2 separate regions of the Rattus norvegicus genome follow, and region 1 is linked to region 2. A link is a contact called in public Hi-C data. All regions are on one chromosome and are shown on one strand. Each heading gives the region's core, a stretch centred on a gene start, on an enhancer-like site or on the middle of the called end of the contact. The rest is flanking DNA. Distances are from core to core; before and after follow the strand shown.

What was found. Hi-C and Micro-C count contacts between places; a contact is called where the count stands out from the background.
Region 1: a contact with region 2 is called in a Hi-C map of psoas muscle, with 8 times the contacts expected there. The contact joins the enhancer-like site here to the promoter of Gpcpd1 in region 2. A contact is called at or near these places in 2 of 12 Hi-C or Micro-C datasets (Schwann cells and psoas muscle).

What each region holds. Positions count from the first base shown.
Region 1 is chr3:140,350,263-140,353,637 of GRCr8, forward strand. The region is part of intron 3 of LOC102552951 (a long non-coding RNA gene); the gene reads left to right. Among named protein-coding and RNA genes, the nearest start is that of Shld1, 40 kb to the right of the region's middle. Within about 2 kb of position 1,874, at least 2 of the 93 cell types and tissues checked have an H3K27ac peak or open chromatin away from gene starts, as enhancers often do.
Region 2 is chr3:140,283,534-140,286,777 of GRCr8, forward strand. It overlaps Gpcpd1 (glycerophosphocholine phosphodiesterase 1), which reads right to left and starts at 1,812. Exons shown (of 20, transcript NM_198779.2): 1 at 1,738-1,812. The region is part of intron 4 of LOC120101670 (a long non-coding RNA gene); the gene reads left to right.

The DNA.
Region 1 (3,375 bases), core at 624-3,123, 67 kb after region 2:
GGGGCAACTGCCCTTGCGCTGTCTAGAACTCAGCTTCTTAAACTGTCGCTCACCGCCCCATGTCGGGTTATGCCACTGAATGGGGTCACAGAAAATCTGGAAGCAGTAAAAGGTAACTGAGCCCCTAGAATTAAAAATTAACTCAAAATCAAATGCATCATAAATCTAAGACGTTTCTGCCAGCGCTCGCTTATGCCACACCGCACCATGCAGTTTTTATCCTAACCTTGGGTCTGAACACAATGTGTGAGCTCCGCTACCCTGCAACGCATAGCCAACCGGAACCGCCCAAAACACGCCCGCTCAGACTCCAGGCCACTGTGTGGTTTTGGTTTTTACTGTTAATAGAAACACGGCGGTTTAATTACAGAAAGCAAAGACACCTAATATTCCTAATATCCTACTGATATTCTTTAGCATTAAACTAGTATACGTTTGGATTATATTGGGTCAAGTGCTTGATTTTAAAAATTGCTGTTTGAGTTACTGACTCAAGTGTCATTAAAAAATACTCACAAAGCAACACCTGGCGTGGTGGCGCATGACTTTAATTTCAGCACGTGGTAGGCAGAGGCAGTATGATCTTTATGAGTTCAAGTCCAGTTGAGGGCTAACTAGTGAGACCCTGTCTTCAAAAAACTGGAAAAACAGGATCACTAAAAGAATTTTAGTTTGGTTTTAGGACAGAATTTCTAGGCTGGTGAGATGGTTCTCAATGAAAGCATTTGCTGTGTAAGCCTTAGGGCCTAAGCTCAATCCTCAGAGACCATTTGACAGGAGAGGATAAACCCTCTGACCTCCACAAACATGCTATGCACATGCTATATACATGTGTGTCACATACACATGTACACACTAATGATAAAATTTAAAATAATTTTTTAAAAGCTTTGTTTTAAAGATTCTCTCTCTCGTGTATGTGTGTGTGTGTGTGTGTGTGTGTGTGTGTGAGAGAGAGAGAGAGAGAGAGAGAGAGAGAGAGAGAGAGAGAGAACATGTGCCACTGTATGTGGGTACCACAGGAGTCCAGAACTCTATGTGAGCCTTCCTAGAGCTGTAGTTATAGGCAGTTGTCACTGCCTGACATGGGTGTTTGGAACTCAAGTCCTCTGAATGGCAGCAAGTGCTCTCAACTCCTGAGCCATCTCCCAGGAGTCCTAAAAACTAAAAATAACTAAAATTTTAAAAGGAATTTCCAACAATCTCTGAAAGGGTTCTAAACATACCTCTGCCATTTTTCTCTATGTGTTTATTTGAAGTACTCTCTGTTCAGAATTATAAAAACAAAGAATTGATCAACTTTGAAAAACATTGAAGACCCTGTGTCTTGTAGCAGCAAATATTTGCCACAATTTCACTCTTTATGTAACATCTAGCTCCTTTCTGTGCACATTTGCTCTATTCTTTTTTTTTTTTTTTTTTTTGGTTCTTTTTTTCGGAGCTGGGGACCGAACCCAGGGCCTTGCGCTTCCTAGATAAGCGCTCTACCACTGAGCTAAATCCCCAGCCCCTCTATTCTTTAATAAATGGTAACAATCATTTGTCTCAGACTTCCAGGTGCTGGGATAAAAGACCATTCAATTCCCAAAGAATTGCTTTGAAATATTTTTTAAGATTTGTATCTGTAAATGTTTGATTTATATATTTATTTTATTATATGCTTATATGCCTGGGGTCCTGTAAAAACTTCTCAGGCAAAAAGAGGCTTGTGGGAAAAGTTTAAGAAGGGATTGAGCTGGGAGCCTTCTGCTCCTTCATGCAGCTACCCACTGCCAAATGAGGAAAAACAAACTGCCGAGTGTTCTTGACTGTGCTTGTGAAGGGTACAGAGATTCACTGTGTACTGGCTCTGACATTTCCCCTTACCCAGGGACAGATAGGTTTATGGCTGTCCCATCTTATACACAGAGTCCTGTTGATAGTCCAGCCACTTGGTGGGACAGATAAGTGTGCAGGCTTGCAAAAAGCAAACCAGCTACTTACTTAGGATCCAAGTTGGGCTAAGGGCACGGTTCACAGAAAGGCATTTGCCTAGCTTGAGGCCTTGGATTTACACACGGAAACTGTAAAAACAAGGAAAACACAAGGAGCTAGATGTCGTGATGCCCATGTTATCCCAGAACACAGGAAATTCATAGGTACAGGGCCAGCTCAGGCCACATAGTGCCTGTGCTGCACGTGACCCTGCTTTTAAAGTTATTTTCTTTTCAATCTACCAAGTTGTTTAAGGTTAGTCTAAAATAGAACACTTCAGTAATTTGATCAGTACAGAATAAGAACTCCTTCTCAGAGAGGGAACGGACAGAAAGTGATACTGTTGGCCCTCTACCCTGTGGAACCTTCCAGGAATGAGCAGGTAGTGCTGTATCAGCTCTCCTCAGTTGCCTGCTTCTGAACGACTTTCTTGTGTCACCAAAACCTAACCCTTATATAGTACACGTTTCTGACTGAAAATTTAGTATATAATCTAATTGGCTAGAAGACATGGATTTTAATCTATAGAATATGAACTTAATGAAGAAGTGGAATCTAGGAGCTGGAGAAATGGCTGAGCAGTTAGGAGTTTTGGCTGATCTTCAGAGGACCCAGGTTCAGTTCCCTCAGAGGACCCAGGTTCAGTTCCTTCAAAGGACCTAGGTTTAGTTCCCAGAACCCACATGATGAGTCAAAATCATCTCTAACCAGTTCCAGAGGATCCCATGCCCTCTTCTGGCTTCCTTAGATGCTAGGCACACTCATGGTATACATACAGGCCCACAAACAAGTCTCATACCCATAAAAATAAAAATAATTTATATTTTAAAAATTGAAATCAAGACAAGCAAATGCAATAATCCTGTCTTGGGTGATAGCATCCTGTTAGGGAGGGCTGCTTCCTTACCTGTTTGCCTTCTTAACGACATTTGTCTATTTTATTGTACTGTATGAGTGTTTGACCTACATGTATGTACGTACATCATACATGTCCTTGTGCCCATGAAGGTCAGAAGAAGGCATAAGATCCTGTGGACCTGGAGTTACAGATGGTTGTGAGCAACTGCATGGATTCCAGGAACTAAACCCAGGTCCTCTGGAGGGTTAGCAAGTGGCACCACTCTTAACTGCTAAGCCATCTCTCCAGCCCTTAAAATTGTTGTTTTGCTGTTTTGTTTGTCATTGGTATGCACAGAGATGTAATTTAGTCTGATCCGGATTTTTCTCAAACATATTACATATGTTTTATCTATTTTATTAGCACCAGATGTTAAAATTGAAAAGTGTGTGTGTGTGTGTGTGTGTGTGTGTGTGTGTGTGTGTGTGTGTGTGTGTGTATTTCTTTTCTTTTTCTTTTTGTTTTGAGAAAGGGTCACGCAGAGGACCTCAAATTCACAGATA
Region 2 (3,244 bases), core at 562-3,061:
CGAATTTGAACAGTTATTTTAACTTAATCTGCTTACTTATTGGAGGCTGGGTCTCACACCCTGGCTGACTTTGAATTCACAGATCAGTCTGCCTCAGCCTCTTAAGTACCCGGGGAAAGAAAAAAAAAGGCAGTCTGCACTGTTGCCTCTATCTGGCCCATGAGTTTTTAAATGCCACTGTAACTTACTGACATCAAAACTTTTCACAGTTCCTCCTGGCAAAATAAAGTTTATACCTTTTTTGCTGAACATTAGCAGCTAGTTTCAGACCTAACTAGTTTATCGGCTTAGGAAGTATACTGGAGATTTAAGGTAACCGAGGGTACAGGAACACTCAGTTTACAGCTGAACTGAAGGAGGGTATTTTTAGCTAAAGCATGTATTTCTGGCTAAAAAGAACATCTGTGTTTTCCTTTAAAACTTTTCAAAGGAAAAAAAGTCGTTTCCAATTCTCCTCACTCCTAGATTCTAGCAGCTTTGATCCTCAGACTATCCTATAATCAAAAATAAATAAATAAATAAATAAATAGTTACGTGGCCACATTGATGTCTGCTTATCTTGGTGGGGGGTCATTATGACCCCATTTCTCAGATCTCTATATACTTTTAGGCAATATTTTACTCGAGCATGAAAACAAGAATGGGTTTTTCATTAAGCAAGGGCTAAAGGAGTGTTGTTTAAACCAAATTAACATTTTCATCAGCTTTAGACATGCAATGGGCTTTTTTCCAAATGCAGTTCATTTCATGTTGACATTATTTTCATATGTATTTATCGTACGTTTTTATTAAATACAAATAGTTGACTCACCCACCAACTTTTTGTACACACCAAATAGTAATATACAGTTTTCTTTTGTGTTTACCAATTCTCTGGGTCCAAATTTCCTGCATCTTTCTTTGCAGATTTAAATTCTGTTTACAACACTGATTTTCCACCCTCCCATCCCCCCAATCCCCAGTATACAAGCCATTGCATGAAGTTTAGCAGTTTTATTTTGTGCTGTTTGTTTCTAGAACATTGAGCAATTTGGGGGGTGGAGGTGGGTTGACAGCTTGTTTTAGTTTTCCTTATTGTGTTAAAAACCTGTAACAGGCAGCGGCTTAAAGTGCAAAGTGGGCAGGAGCCCCAGGGCCGCAGGGGACAGGAGTTGGGGGAGTGGGGGACACTAGCCCCAACCATGCTGCCTGCATAGTCAGAGAATTCCTAGAAACCGGCAAACTCCCGGTTTCCTCCCACCACCTCGCGCTTTTGGCAAGACCCAACAGATGAAGTAGCACGGGGCAGCTACTGTCTCTAAGCCGGCGATGCCAAGAGGACCGCAGCCCTAAAACGTCACCGAGGGCACCAACGAGGAGCTACACAGCAGCCCTGGGTTCTCCCCATCCGACTGTACTGTCATCCGGAGTTTCTTTTCATGGGCACTAATTTTTAGGCAATTTGGGGAAATAAGCAGCTGTCAAAACGGCGCGAGTCACCAGTGCCAGCGCGAGGTGGCTGAGGTGGGAGGCAAGGAGGGTTTCGGCTCCAGCTCCTCCGTTTTCTTTGTTCCCCTATTCTCTACCCGGTATTTCCGTGGCTGTCCTGGTCACGCTGCTCAGTAGGACCGAGGGGCCGCGTGGCAGCCCGGGCTCCAGCCGCACTGCGACTCCGGAACACCAGGCCGCCCGCCCGCCCGCCCGCTCGCCCGCCCGCCACTCCGCGTGAGCGCCGCCCGCACCGCCGGCCCCCCTCACCTGCCACTCCGTTCCGCGCCGCGCCGGGAGCCTGGGCCGCGGCCGACTAAGCCGAGAGTCTGCGCCTCGCCAGCGCTCCCTTAGGTGACCGGTGGCAGCACTGAGCCCAGCTCACAGTCACCTCTCAAACCGGTTTCAGCTGCCCTAAACTGCCAGCCCTCCCCGCGGGGCGGGTCGAAGGACGGCGGGGCGGGGCCTGACGTCACGCCCGGTTCTGTCCTGGCCAATCGGTGCCCGCGCGCCAGGGGGCAGGCTGCAGGTTCCTGGAAGGCCGGCCCAGAAACCTGAGGTGGCCGAAGAGCTTAGCCAGGCGGCTCTGGGTCAGCTGAGGCACTGCTGGTCAAGGTGGTGCGCCTGTAATCCCAGTGTTGGGGAGGTTGCGCAAGTGAACTGAGAGTTCGAGGACAGCCACGGCTGTAAAGTGAGAGCCTGTCTCAAAAAGATGAGGGAGCCCTGTGTTTTCTAGAAACTTGCTTTCCTTACAAAACAATTGCAGACTGAATCCTTAAAGCTAAAACACGGGCCCCGGCATAGCTCAGTGGATAACGGCATTGACCACAAAGTTTGAAGATCTGAGTTCAACCCCTGGGACCCCCGTAGGATAGAGACCAGACTCCCGTTGACTTCTAGAAGCCTGCTGTCACAAACTCCAAATAAATCAATAAAGACCAAATAGACCCTCCTCTCTAGAATTGTTCTTTGCTTTCTAAAGCTACCCCCCTCTTCCCTCCCTCCCTCCCTTCCTCTCTCTCTCTCTCTCTGTTTTCCTTCAACCCTAAATCAGCCCGAGATCAAATCAACCACTAGGTAACTTCTAATTGGGTTTCACTTAGATTTAGATAGTGAACAGAGTCATCTTTTCCTATTGAAGGTTCACTGCTGTTCATCTGCTAATTGCCGTTAGCCATACTTCAGTGATGAAGTTTTTCAAGAGTCTGCTTCCTTTGAATATTTATGGTAGCTCTCTATTCTCCTATAATCACCATGTAGTCAAACTACTATTTGTGGAATATTTATGGTTCAGATGGTAGACCTAACCCATGCCCCTCTCTAAATCCTCTTGCTTGATACAGATCTGTAATCCCAGAATCTCCGTTGTCTAGGATAAGAACAGTAGCTCATTTTGTAAGTTTTTAAAATGTGTTCATGGGAAAGGTTCTCAATTTAAGAGCTCAACCTGGATTTGTGTTCTGCCCGTTACCATCTGTGAATATAAGTCTTCAGTAAAAGATTCATTGCTACTAATGGATTTTGACAGAGAATTCCAGGGAACCCACTTAACTTTCTTAATTTCAAATTTCCTAGAGGTAAGGTTAGGCTGTTTGATGCCAAAACTGTTCCAGTTTTGATTACTGAAATTAGTTTTATTTGATTCAACTTCTGATATGCATTTTAACATGAGAATTACTTAATATACTTTTTATGGAAACAAACCACCAATTATTTCTCCTACTGGAGTTAGTGGCCTTCTGTGGGCACTATTTTACTGGATTTAATATTACGAGTC